Regions from separate parts of the Macaca mulatta genome. Here region 1 is linked to region 2. Evidence: chromatin contacts called from public Micro-C data. All regions are on one chromosome and are shown on one strand. Each heading gives the region's core, a stretch centred on a gene start, on an enhancer-like site or on the middle of the called end of the contact. The rest is flanking DNA. Distances are from core to core; before and after follow the strand shown. Region 1 holds the start of OSGEP (O-sialoglycoprotein endopeptidase). Region 2 holds the start of CCNB1IP1 (cyclin B1 interacting protein 1).

Region 1 (7,417 bases), core at 868-3,367, 120 kb before region 2:
AGTAATTCCCCAAAGCCTTGGCGCTCTTGTGGCGTGAAGCCAGCATTCTTTTTGTTACCCTTGGGGTTGCGAAGGTCAATTTCTTCATGTGCCACATTGAGGTCTCCACACAGCACAAGGGGCTTTCGGGAAGCCAAGCCCTTCAGGAACTTGCGAAAGGCTTCATCCCAGCGCTGCCGGTACTCCAGTCGTACCAGACCCCGGCCTGCATTAGGTACATACGTTGTTACCAGCACAAACGAGTCAAATTCAGCCACAATCACCCGGCCTTCCTGATCATGCTCCTCCTCGCCTACAGAAACGAAACAGAATTAGCATAAAAAACTGTAAGAAAAGGAAAAGCAATCAAGAGGTGGGGGAGAGATGGAGAATTAGCAATTGGTCTTGAAGAGTTCAGGCATTAGGCATCAATAGGGTCTCACCTATGCCATAAGAAACTTTGAGTGGGCAATGGCGGGAAAGTAGGCCCACGCCACTGTATCCTTCCTTGTCCGAAGGAGCGGACCAGTATTGATGAGAGAGTCCAGGCAGCTCTTGAAGTTCAGCTGGTAGTTTGTTCTCTGAACATTTGGTCTCTTGAAGGCACAGTATATCTGGGGCTTCTTCCTTTACCCACTATAAGTAAAAGAAAGGTGGAAAATGTATTATCAATTCAGCAGAACATTTATTGAATATATGCCAAGTCATAAATATGCACAGGTTAAACAGTCAAGCAGTTCGAGGTTAAATAATATTTAAACAATTCGAAGCTAGATAAATGAAAACAGAGGTAAAGTCTTACGTGCTATACTATGAATGTGTTTTTTCTATAGGCAAGCTAAGATTTTTAAGCTATAATTAATGAAATGGAGGACATGCTGAAGATAAAATGGAGGAAGTATAGTAAAAGGTTTTTGCAACATTCTGGGAAGAGGAGAGAACATTAAAAAAGAAAATGGCAATGGAAGTGAAGGAGCAGACATTTAGGAAATACAACTGGCAAGACTGGGGAAGCCCCACCGAAAACTGCAGGCAGGAGAAAAAACAGCCTGAAGGCTATACGGAGAAAAGGGATGACTAAACCCTAAGATCATTCAATACTAAAGAATGTGTCTTCCCCTCAAACACCACTCACATCTAATCCTTTCTTCTTAATCCAGGCTCGAAGCCCATCCACGTTCCAAGAGCAGATCTTGAGTGTGGCAGGTTTGCCACTGGGTGAGGTTTTCTGATCGGGGGGGTCCTCATACAGGGCTGGGCCCTCTCCTGCTGCCTCCTTGTCATTTTTCTTTGCGGGCGTCTTACTCTTCTTGGGCTCTGGCTCTATAAAATGAGTAATATATATTGATAAAAAGTGGGTGGTTTCCAACCGCGATCCGGCGTTAGCTATGGACCCAACGAAAGCCTGCGGTTACTGCGTCTTCACAAACCCCTGCAAAAATGAGTTGGCCGGTACTTACCGTTCATCAAGGGAATTACAAACAACCCCGCCGTAGCTTCTAGGAAGAGGGGCTCATTTCATTCTTACCTGTCTTGAGCTCATCCCCGTCTTCTGCCACCGCTCCCTTTTTCCCACGCTTCGGCATTCCCGTAACGAACGCTCTTCGGCACCTGTACCGCGTCGCCCACCAAAGCAGTATTTTTACCGCGTTGCCTACAGACGCAAAGAAATCATGAAACCAGCTAAGCCTGGGGAGAAGACTCCTCTCAAGAGCGTCCCCGCACCAGGTCCCGCCTTTCAAACCATGTTATCTCTAAATCCTTTCCCCGCCTCCGTGCATCATAGGCCCTTCAGCCCCTCACCCACGTAACTAGATCATTTCATAGTGCCTTGTACCCTACTCGCGAGATCTGCCCTCCAGCCAATTGAGGATCTTAATTAAGGGTCCTGACTCAAGCTTGCCCTTCAGACTGCCAGCGAAGCCCCTCTTATGAGCAAAAGAGCAACCCCGTATCTGCACCGGTCCGATGGCAGCCTAGCTCCTCCTAACCCGAGCACAAAGAAGGATGCACGCTGAGCCCCCCACGTGGGTAGCGGACCTGGTCACGTGATCAGAGGCACGCGTCACATGGCCGAAGAATGCGCGTGATTGGTCTGTCTGACACCACGTGACGAAGTCGCTTGGCCTTGCCTCTCTCAACTAATTCTCTAGGAGACCTAGGGCCCCAACCCTCGTTCGGGCTGTTTATCGTTGTGCCCGACGCACGGCACATTGTTTGACTCTGACTTAAGAGTCTAACGCTGTGCAAAGGGAAAAAAAAGTGGAGAAGGTTGGGCTGGACCACGGGAAAGATATAGGAAAACGGATAGGATTGTAAAGCACAGAGTCGGCTCGGCGTCCCTGGCAGTTAGGAAGACAGGTCCTTGGAGGGGCCTTGGCGGGTCTCCGCTCGCGGGAGTTCTGCGCTGTCTTTCCCACTGTTATCTGCAGGCTAGCCCGCTTCTTCTGCGCTCCGGAAAGCTGCGGCCCAGCGCAGACTAGTGAGGACTTCCACAGCTCCTGACGTTGCTAGGAGTCCTGTCGGCGTTTTCTCCCAGGCTCCGCCATGCCGGCGGTGCTGGGTTTTGAAGGCAGCGCCAATAAGATTGGCGTGGGTGTGGTGCGGGATGGCAAGGTGCTGGCGAACCCGCGGCGGACTTATGTCACGCCTCCGGGCACAGGTGGGTGAGTAGGGGAGTTAAGAGTTTTCGGCGCACTTCCCCGCAGAAAATCAGCCTTCCATCTTCCTAAATACTAGTGAGGTGCAGCTTTTGATCTGAGTCTTATTGAAATTATGTGATATTATTAACGTCACAAGGCTGATGACTAGAAGAGTTACAAGCACTTGGACGTGGATCTGATGAGTTCGTTTACCGTTTATTGAGCTCATTTTATGTGCTAAGCATTCAGAAATAGATGTTATGATACTGCTGTGGAGTCAGACATATAAATAGATGTTTATACTACAGCATGATAAACAGTGTAATAGAGATGGACTCGAAATATTCTGTTTAAAAAACGCTTAGCAGGAGTATATATTCCAGTTGCCCTGAATATACACTCCTTTTTTAAAAATTTTTATTTTTTGAAATATTCTAGGATGAGTAGAGAGATGAGAGTGGAAAGACTCCCAGCTTACATGTCAGAGAACTGGCTGGCTGTGCTGTATTCACATTAAATATTTATGTTTTGGACATTTGGTCTTTATTTTTTATTTTAATTTGTTTTTGAGACAGTCTTGCTCTGTTGCCCAGGCTGGAATGCAATGGCACGGTTTCGGCTTACTGCAAGCTCTGCCTCCCAGATTCAAGAGATTCTTCTACCCCAGCCTCCCGAGTAGCTAGGACTACAGACAGGTGTGTGCTACCACACCCAGCTAATTTTTGTATTTTTAGTAGAGGCGGGGCTTCACCATGTTGGCCAAGCTGGTCTCGAACTCCTGACCTCACATGATCCGCCCACCCCAGCCTCCCAAAGTGTGAAAATTACAGGCATGAGCCACCGCCCGGGCCTAGTCTTTGTTTTTAAAATGGGAATAATACCTGTATCATTAGGTGTTGAAGATTAGATGAAAGTACCAAACACGTCTGGGTGTGGTGGCTCACGCCTGTAATCCCAGCACTTAGGGAGGCCCAGGCGGGGTGGATCACCTGAGGTCGGAGTTCAAGAACAGCCTGACCAATATGGAGAAACCCTGTCTCCACTAAAAAATATAAAAAATTAACCGGGCGTGGTGGCACATGCCTGTTAACCCAGCTACTCGGGAGGCTGAGGTTGTGGTGAGCCGAGATCATGCCATTGCACTCCAGCCTGGGCAACAAGAGTGAAACTCCGTCTCAAAAAAATAAAAAAGAAAAAAGAAAGTACAAAACACATTACAACTTTTAATAAGCCATTGTATCTTGCCTACTCTCCCCTCAAACACTTGCATACATAGGAGAGGGGCAACTGATTTCCATGTATCTGAAAAGCCTCCCTGAACAGGTGATGTGACAGATTACTCATTAGAAATAGGTATGTATGTTTAGCATTCACTCCTCTAGGCACTTGGGCACTGGGAATACAAAGATAAAATACTTATTGCTTTGAGATACTCATGATTAAGCTGAGCAAACCACAGAAAATTATTATGTTGTAATTGTTAAATAAATGACATCATCATGCACAGAGTTCTGTAGGGTCACAGAGAAAGAAGGTCACCAGGCTGGGCGCGATGGCTCAGGCCTGTAATCCCAGCACTTTGGAAGGCCAGGGCAGACGGATCACGAGGTCAGGAGTTTGAGACCAGCCTGGCCAATATGGTGAAACCCCGTCTCTACTAAAAATACAAAAATTAGCTGGGTGTGGTGGCGTCGCCTGTAGTCCCAGCTGTTTGGGAGGCTAAGGCAGAAGAATTGCTTGAACTCAGGAGGCGGAGGTTGCAGTGAGCCGAGATCGTGCCACTGCAGTCCAGCCTGGGCATCAGAACAAGACTCCGTCTCAAAAGAAAGAAAAAAAGGCGGGGCGCGGTGGCTCACACCTGTAATTCCAGCACTTTGGGAGGCCGAGGCGGGTGGATCATGAGGTCAGGAGATCGAGACCACAATGAAACCCTGTCTCTTCTGAAAGTACAAAAAATTAGCCGGGTGCAGTGGTGGGCACCTGTAGTCCCAGCTACTTGGGAGGCTGAGGCAGGAGAATGGCATGAACCCAGGAGGTGGAGCTTGCAGTGAGCCGAGATCGCACCAGGCCACTCTAGCCTGGGTGACAGAGCTAGACTCCGTCTCAAAAAAAAAAAAAAAAAAAAAAAAAAGATCACCAAAGGGTATGGGTAGATACCACTTGCATTGAGACATGAAGGCTGAGTAGGGTAAGAGGAAGAGAATTTCTGAAAGTTGAACAGCCTATATAGAAGCTGGAAAGAGTGTATCCGAAAATGTGGAAGATAGGATGCTTGGGGAAAGTGAAAGGACTCTTACTACATCACTAAACCTCCTGTTGCTTTCTTTAACTTCCTACCTACTTTTGCTACCAAAAATCCCTGTGATCTCTGACCTGTGTTCATTTTCTAGGATTCCTTCCAGGTGATACAGCCAGGCATCACCGAGCTGTTATCCTAGACCTGCTGCAGGAGGCACTAACAGAGTCTGGATTAACCTCCCAGGATATCGATTGCATTGCATACACCAAGGGTATGGCTGGGAGAGTGGTCAACGATGGAGGAATATACCTGCAACCTGGCTAGGTCAAAATAGCCAACACCTTACCTCTGCCACCACCACTACCCCTACCCCACCTCACATCCCTTGCTTCCCCCACCTATTTTTTTTCCAATCTCTAGCATTGTAACTTCCATTTCTATCTCCCTAGGCCCTGGCATGGGTGCCCCACTGGTTTCTGTGGCTGTTGTGGCCCGTACTGTGGCCCAACTGTGGAATAAGCCATTGGTGGGTGTGAACCACTGTATAGGCCACATCGAGATGGGCCGCCTCATCACTGGAGCCACCAGCCCAACCGTGTTGTATGTCAGTGGAGGAAATACACAGGTATTTAGAGTGCTCTACCCATTCCATCTCAATTTCCGAGGCACTGAACCAATATCTTCTTCGTTCTATCTGAGTCATGGGAATGTCAGGAACAAAGCTGAACTCATCTGAACCTAAAATACTGTAGACCAGAAAACTCCCAACCGAGTTTGTAACATTGCAAATTTTGGCAGCATGTTCAGAACATTAGATGACTTATCATTATCAGACTTTATATCTGATCATAAAGATTAGGAATTTCTACTTCAGGAAAGGAATGAATGGTAAGGATTGAAGCCTTCAAAATAATGAATATCTGAAAGATCTTGCATTATTTTGAAGCTTATTTTTTCTGTAAATCTTAGCAACTGAAACTAACGGTTACTGGGCATGGCAACTCACACCTGTAATTCCAGCACTTTGGGAGGTCAAGGTGGGTGGATCATCTGAGGTCAGGAGTTTGAGACCAGCCTGGCCAACATGGCAAAACCCCATTTCTACTAGAAATAACAAAAATTAATTTGGCGTGGTAGCAGGTGCCTGTAATCCCAGCAAGTTGGGAGGCTGGGCAGGAGAATTGCTTGAACCAGGAAGTGGAGGTTGCGGTGAGCCGAGATCACACCATTGCACTCCAGCCTGGGCAATGAGAGCAAAACTCTGTCTCAAAAAAAAAAAAAAAATAAGGAACTAAGGGACGCTACCTGATTTATTATTTTAGGGCAACTACATGTTTTGTTTTTGTATTACTGGGGATGATTATATAGACTTTGTTGTTCTAAAAGTTCAGAAATATAAATAACTATAAAAATACTTTATAAATTATAGAAGGTATTTTATTTTATCTTATTTATTTATTTGCAACGGAGTTTTGCTCTTATTGTACAGGTTGAAGTGCAATGGTGCGACTTTGGCTCACTGCAACCTCTGCCTCACAGGTTCAAACTATTCTGCCTCAGCCTCCCGAGTAGCTGGGATTACAGGCACCTGCCACCACACATGACTGATTTTTTGTGTTTTTAGTAGAAACGGGGTTTCACCCTGTTGGTCAGGCTGGTTTTGAACTCCTGACCTCAGGTAATCCACCTGCCTCGGCCTCCCTAAATGCTGGGATTACAGGCGTGGGCCACTGTGCCCAGCCAGAAGATATTTTAAATTTATAAGTGAAGCTAAAGTTGTTTGGGATACCTTATATGACCTTTTGAAGGTTGGGATTGGATTCCTTTCCAACAGAACACTTAATTATCATTAGAAATGGTTCAGCATTGTCCCCAGCCCATGAAAGGGTTGTGTCTAGAAGATGAGGCACGTGTTTCCCATGAAAACGATGCGGAAACTTCAGCAGGTAGAGGGCAAGTAGTTGGTTGAGGCCTGAAGGATGACATACAAGGTTAGAGACTTGGGTTGTGGAAAGTATAATGGAGACTACAAGAGGTGATAAAAAGGAGCAATGGCGGCTTTGTCTTCCTCTTTTAATGTTTGCTTAGGTGTAAGAAACAGGGAGGGTAATTAGGTGGAGAGGAGTGGATAGCAGGAGCAGAAAGGCAGGGTTTTTCCTTCTTCTTTGTTACTATCTTTTTGACAGCAGATTAAGATGTGTATCAGAAAGGGAAGAAATCCCTGACAGCACTGGGAAGGGAAAGGGACTTCTTAAGGTTCCTAGGAAACCCTTGGTGTTCTAAGTCTGCAGCATATGTGTCAGTAGGTGACAGATAATCTCTGTGCTAAAAGTTGGTCACATATGAAGAATGGCCTTAATATGTAAAATAGTTGGGCGTGGTAGTGGGCGCCTGTAGTCCCAGCTACTCGGGAGGCTGAGGCAGGAGAATGGCACGAACCCGGGAGGCAGAGGTTGCAGTGAGCTGAGATCACGCCATTGCACTCCAGCCTGGGCAACAGAGCGAGACTCCGTCTCAAAAAAAAGAAAAATGGTCTTAAGTGGACTGCTATTGCTGA
Region 2 (6,832 bases), core at 137-2,636:
GGAATAGGTAATTTCTAGTAAGGTGGAAGCAGGGTGGATAGGATGAAATGATTAAAAAATGAGAACTACTATGAGTTAGAGTTGTATCATTTCTTCATATACCTTTAATTTTTATACTTCAAATATTTGCACATTACATGTATATTTGTATATATAACATATATTTGTATATGTATTCCCTATTATATATTATATTAGTATTTATTAAGAATAATGATGAATATTGTGCCAGGGAGTCCTCTAATTATGGCTTAAAAAGACATCTTTCAGCTTGGGGCAACGTGGCGAAACCCCGTCTCTACAAAAAATACAAAAATTAGCTGGGTGTGGTGGTGCATGCCTGTAGTCCCAGCTACTTAGTGGGGTACTGAGGCAGGAGGATCACTTGAACCCGAGAGGTCAAGGCTGCAGTGAGTCGAGATTGCACCACTGCACTCCAGCCTGGGACACAAAGTGAGACCCTGTTTCAAAAAAAAAAAATTTTTTTTAACAGACTAAGAACCTATACTTTAACTGAAGGGCAATGTGAGGAGTCAAAATAATTGATTAATCAATTATTTTGTCTTTTTATGTCTTCAGCACTGAAAGTCATTGTTTTGGTCTGGAGATGTGTAAAACGTACACTTTGCTCTCTAGTTGTTTATAGCCTACTTGGGAAGATAAACCTAACAAGAAATATGTAATAACAATAATAACAGCTAACATTGTTGAGTACTGTGTACCGGGCATTGTACTGAGTACATTATATAAATTATTTTACTTAATCCTCACAACAATCAGAGTAGGCAGATTTCATCTTTTTTCCCTCTTTTTATAGTTGAGGGAACTGAGGCTTAGATGTGTGCAAATAAGTGGCAAGTTCAGATTCAAAATCAGCTAAATTTTATTTGAAACCTAAAACACTTAACCATCTACTGTTTTTCTACTAAGCCTGTTAGTTCGAAGATTACCTGAAGGTAAATTTTATCAGGCCAGCTTTGGATCTGGGGGGAAAAATGAAGGTAAATTTTAACTTGAATCATCTAGACTGTTTATAATGGAATCTGTTGCCTAGCATAAATTAACCATGTTGAGGTCACAAAGGATACGAAATTACTCTTAAGGGATGAAAATTCTTTGGAATAGAATACAGTAGGCCCACGCAAACAAGAATGTGTATAAAATTAGTCTGTTTTTGCCTAAGTACATTAACTCAAAAGGAAACTTGGTTTAAGAAGTTCACTCTAAAAATAGTGCAAGAAGCATCACTGGTCCATAGAGAGGGGTGGAGTGGGTTACGTCATTTCAGCACCTTTTAAGGTAAAGGAGGAGGGAATCCTCTTGAACTCATTAGCCAATCAGGTTCTGAAGACATTTCCCAAGGCGACTTCCTGTCTCTCCACTTTCTTTCCCTCTCCGTTTTGGTGGGCTGGTGAGTGTGCACTTAATTTTGCTCTCTAATTGTTTTGAATTTCTCTTCCCTTTGAGTTATATACCCAGGTGGCAGGCCTTTATTTCAAGTCGGCATTGCAGTGTGTGTGAGTCGCAAGGAGGTTAATGTCGGCTGTGTGGAGGTTGGGAGAAGGCAGTGAAATGCTCTGCCTGGCTTGTTTCCACGTGGGCCTCTGCAGTACCGGGTTTGCCTTCCATCTCCGTGTCCTGGTGACCCAGGAACAATAGACTGTGCTTCATGTGCATAGTGCGTCTGTTCTTGGAAAACGCCGACTTCATTTTGCTTTGAGGGAAAGATATTATCATCCCAATGCTGTTTTGATTTATATCTCTCTGGGTGAGGTCAGATCTCGGGAGAAGGCGTTCAGCTCAGTAGATTTTAATTCTCCGGTGAGTGTCTAGAGGGCCCAGGTCCTTACTGGGTTTGTGGAAACTGTAGCGGACCTTGTCTTTACCCTGGCTTTTGCTCAGATCATTTCGGCTTTCTTGGTGAACCTGGACAGCAAACTCTGAAGACAGATAAGCCCTAAGAGGAGCTGCTAATTTTTAATGTTGCCACTGTGGTGAGTGTGTCCTTAAAAGCTGTGGTACAAGATCAGGGACCTTAGTTTAGGGCAAGCCTCTAGATTCAAATTGCAGCGCCACAGTTTACAGCTCTGGTGACCTTGGGAGAAGCAGTGAGCCATTCCAAGGCTTAGCTTTCCAAGATCAGATAAAATATATAAAAACTAGGCTCTAGTTGGTATGTAATAAATGTTAGGTACCTTTAGAAGTAAGCAGTACTTATTTATTTACAGTAAGTATTTTGGATATCTGTTTTCTCATAAAAAGTTTTGCCTAGTGACCTTGAATGTAATTTCACTGAATTCCTTTCTTTTGATACATGTTAATTTTTATATGATGTATGTGTGGGAAATCCATACAGGCAGAATGTGTGAGAAAGACAAATAATAAACCAGTTAATCGAATGTAGTAATAGGTATTTGTAGGCCTCCCATAATTTTCATAATTCTCAAGCATTGTTAAAATTTATTTTTTGGGGCGTGGTGGCGCAAGCCTGTAATCCCAGCTACTCGGGAGGCTGAGGCAGGAGAGTCACTTGAACCCGGGAGGTGGAGGTTGCGGTGAGCCGAGATGGCGCCATTGCACTCCAGCATGGGCAATAATAGCGAAACTCTGTCTCAAAAAAAAAAAATACTATATATATATTTTATATATATATATAAAATACTATATATATATATAAAATATTGAATACTATATATATTTTTTGAATACATATATACATATATATATTTTTTGAATAGGTAATACATTCATATGATTCAAAATTCAAAAGATATCAAAGTTTCTTATCCCCTTCCCTAAGCCATCCAATTCCTCTCTCCCTCATAACAGTGTTACTAAGATATTTTATGCATATAAGCAGATATGTGTGGGTATCCTTCCCTTTTACTGTACCTACTCTACTATGTGTCTTACTTTTTCCACTTAAGTTCCATGAGTAGAGTGTCCACATTCCTTATAATGGTCACATAGTATTCTTTAAAAATTATTTTTTTTAAAAGATACATTTTTTGTTTCAGTAGATTTTCTGAGTAAACTAACTCCATCTCAAAAAAAAAAATAAATAAAAAATAAAAGACCCATTATCTTGGAGTTGGAAGGGCCCTTATGAGTACTATATGAGTGATCTTTCTGGCTTCTGGGTTATTGTGAGAAGTGTGACTTCTTGTTGTTAAATTTGTTTTTATTGTAGATTCATGGGGTACATGTGCAGGTTTGTTACAGGGTATATATTGCATGATGCTGAGGTTTGGACTTCTATTGATTCTGCCATCTAGGTAGTAAACATTGTACCCAATAGGAAGTTTTTCAGTTCTTGCCCCTCTCTCTCCTTTCCTCCTTTTGGAGTACCTAGTGTCTATTGTTCCCAACCTTATGTCCCTGTGAACCCAGTATTTAGCTCCCTACCCAAGATTTAACTCCCACTTATAAGTGAGAACATGCGATACTTGGTTTTCTGTTTCTGCATAAATTTGTTTAGGATAATGGCCTCCAGCAGCATCCAACAGCTCCAGTTGCTGCAAAGGACATGATTTTTTTTTTTTTTATGGCTGTGGAAAAGTGTGAAATTTTTAGGCAGAATATTTGCCTTTCTACTCACTAGCTGGTTGAGCTTGGGCAAGACATAAAAATAACATATTAAACATTTAACACCATGCCAGCTACAGTGCAAAGTGTATTTATTACCTCGGTCTTCACAGAAGTTTTAAGAGGTATGTAGTATTTGTTCTCATTTTAAAGAGGGGACAGCTGAGGTTTAGAGAAGTTCCATAACTTACCCATGGGCACAGCAAATACATGAGAGAGCCAGGATTAAAATCTAGTTTTGTATGATTTCAAAATCTATTATTTTAGGGAATATTAATTAGTGCAACTATTATGGAAAATAGTATGGAAATTTCTCAAAAAAATTAAAAATAGAGCTACCATATAATCCAGAAATCCCATTTCTGGGTATATTCAAAGGGAATAAAATTAGTGTGTCAGAGATATCTATACTCCCATGTTCATTGCATCATTATTCACAAAAGCCAAGATGTGGAATTGACCTAAGGGTCCATCAACAGATGAATGGACAAAGCAAATATGATACATATGTACAGTGGAATACTATTCTGCCTTAAAAAGGAAGGAAACTCTGATAGTGAGTGGGAATTAAAACTTGGAGTCTGTTCTGATAGCAGTACCTTATATAACTATCTCTAAAGGAAAACTATGCCAAGCTATCAGTTTAGTATTTACTTCGTATGAACAAAATTTTGTGTTTTCATTTTGTTTCAGGTTGAAGATGAAATCCACTGAGGAGGGAAGTCCAGCACCCTGTGTGCCAGTCCAGCACTGGCCCATCTGTAGACCCCCTGAAAATCATGGGCTTGAATTTGGATATTCTCAACAGAAAGGGTTAAAGACTGATGGGACCTAAAGCCTGGTACTTGAATTTTGATCACATAAGCTGCCTTAAGTTCTCTTTATTACACGTATGTGTGCCTTTTCTATCTAAAACGCCTAGCCTAGAGATTCTTTGAGTTACCATTGTATCCTGTAATGCTAGGTGGCACTGAATAAATTGGAATAGAGTCAAATGGAATGGTAATGAAATCTTAACACAAGTATCTGCTGATTTAGTATCAATTTGTAGTTTGTATTAGGCCTTCATGAAGCATCTGTTCACACATATAAAATGTACTTTTTGGCTATGAACACTAGTACTTTGAAGTGATTACTGCCCACAGTCAACAAAATGCTGGGATCATTGATTGTTTATGGAGCATTTCCAAAATACTTAGTAAATACGAAATGTCCTTTGTGTGTTGGAATGACACTTGTTGAAGCATGCATGACTAGAATCCTGCAGGGGGCATCACCCATTGCGAAAGGTATCCCATATTTAACATCAGGATTTATGTGCCAGGCTTTGTGCTATGTGTCAGAACAAAAAGATCAGGCCTTTTGCAATCTGGGTTTTGTTTGTGAGTTGAGATTAATAGAGAAGTTGTTCCTTTCAACCTATAAGTATTATCCTGTAAGAATACTTAGATCAAGTAGTTTTTTTTTTTTTAATTTCCTTTTTAAAAAAACTGATTTTGGGTTTGGAGAGATCAAGGAGTTTTAAGGTAGACATTGTTAAAACTGTAGAAACCTTTCACACCATGTCTTGCTGCTTGTCTTCATTCTCTTAGTTAACCTTGAATCCTGCTGATCTGAAAACATTTTACATAGTTAAAGCACTATAGAAATGTAGGGCAAGGAAGGAGTAAAATAACATTTTGATCATATCTGTCTGAGATATTTAAAATGCTTCAGTTTCTTTCCAACCTTCTGAGCTAGCTAGCATATCACTGCTTTACATTTTAAAGCAAACCATCTTTAGCTCTGCTTATTTTCTGTAGGAAGTATCATGGTGAAGTGAAAAGAGTATGGAGTTTTGATGGAATTGAATTTAAATCCTAGCCCTTACTAGTTAGGTAATTTAGGTAATTAATTAGGTAATTAATTAGGTAATAAATTAGGTAACTTAGGAAATTTAGGTAATTTTTCTGAGCCTCAATTTTCCTTGTAAATAGGGGGTTATAAAATTTAAATGATACAAATTCTATACAGCTCGACAGATAGGATTTCCAAAGAATGATAGCCACTGCTTTCTTTCTGTCAGCTTATTTTAGACCCATTCTTAAAGGCACTGATGTCCAGCCTTCTGTTATGATGGGAATGTTCTATGTTTATACTGCCAATATAGCTATTGAGTAAGAAAATGTGAGTAGTGTAATGGAGAAATTTAATTTTTAACTCTAAGTGGTTGCTTATTGGACATGCAACTTCAAGGTCCACTTATGACCCACTGTTTTTGCTTCATGAAGCCTTCCTTGACCAATCCTACTTTTTTTCTTAACCTTACTTGCCTTCTACCACTTATTTGGTGGTATGTTAATTTCTATGAGTCTTGTCTTTCTGGCTAGATTGTGTCTGAGGTTATGGATTTTTAAATCTCCACATTGCTGCATGAAAAAGAACACAATGATAAAAGTATAACTAGTATTTTTAGCTAACAAGTTTTAGATGATCATTACAAGTAAATAAAAAAATTTTCTAGCTAGTAATTAGGTGAAGAGTAGGGAATAGTGTGAAGGTTGCCTGCAAAGACGAACTGCACATCTAGTATGTATTTGACCTTAAAGTTCAGATTACACTCAAATGCTGGAAGAGGAAATTAAAGCAAGCCTCTTTCTTACGTTGCCATCTTGTGGCAGACTTTGGTTCCAAATGTTACTAATTCAATTTTCCTATGTAAAGGGAAGAGTTTCTTCAGATTATTTTGACAAAGGATTATGAAGAGTAAAGGTTAAATACAATCCTGCATTGGCTCAAATGAAATTGAAACATGCTTTGAAAAAACTGACTATTTTGGATTATTTTCTCAGTTAGCTGAATCTTACAAGTTCTTGACTCCTTTCTCTTGCGTAACTGTTTTCTTACTGTGAGACTGTTGACCTTTATAGCCTTTCAGAAGTTGGTTAGACTATTGTGCAGTTTTATCCAACTTGTACATTTATACAAAATTAAGCTTGTGTACAAAAAAAGAGAGGTCCTGCTCTTTTTTTTTTTTTTTTTTTTCTTGAGACAGGTCTTACTCTGTTGTCTAGGGCGGAGTACGGTGGCATGATCACAGCTCACTGTAACCTTGAACTCCTGATGCTGCCCTATTTGATAGTGAGCTTGGGCATTTGGTGACATTCTCCGAAAGATGAGTCAATAGTTTATATTAATGAATGGAGAGTTAAATAAAGGATGAACAGTTACTCTAAATTTTCTTGTGACTTGGTGTAGAACATGCTGG

What was found. Hi-C and Micro-C count contacts between places; a contact is called where the count stands out from the background.
Region 1: a contact with region 2 is called in a Micro-C map of CD4 T cells, with 12 times the contacts expected there. The contact joins the promoter of OSGEP here to the promoter of CCNB1IP1 in region 2. A contact is called at or near these places in 2 of 14 Hi-C or Micro-C datasets (CD4 T cells and fetal cortex germinal zone).

Annotation. Positions count from the first base shown.
Region 1 is chr7:93,250,720-93,258,136 of T2T-MMU8v2.0, reverse strand. It overlaps OSGEP (O-sialoglycoprotein endopeptidase), which reads left to right and starts at 2,117. Exons shown (of 11, transcript NM_001257838.1): 1 at 2,117-2,641; 2 at 5,012-5,131; 3 at 5,310-5,485. The coding sequence starts at 2,527. APEX1 (apurinic/apyrimidinic endodeoxyribonuclease 1) reads right to left here and starts at 1,587. Exons shown (of 4, transcript NM_001258109.1): 1 at 1,508-1,587; 2 at 1,115-1,302; 3 at 423-615; 4 at 1-292. The coding sequence starts at 1,565.
Region 2 is chr7:93,130,877-93,137,708 of T2T-MMU8v2.0, reverse strand. It overlaps CCNB1IP1 (cyclin B1 interacting protein 1), which reads left to right and starts at 1,386. Exons shown (of 6, transcript XM_077940486.1): 1 at 1,386-1,411.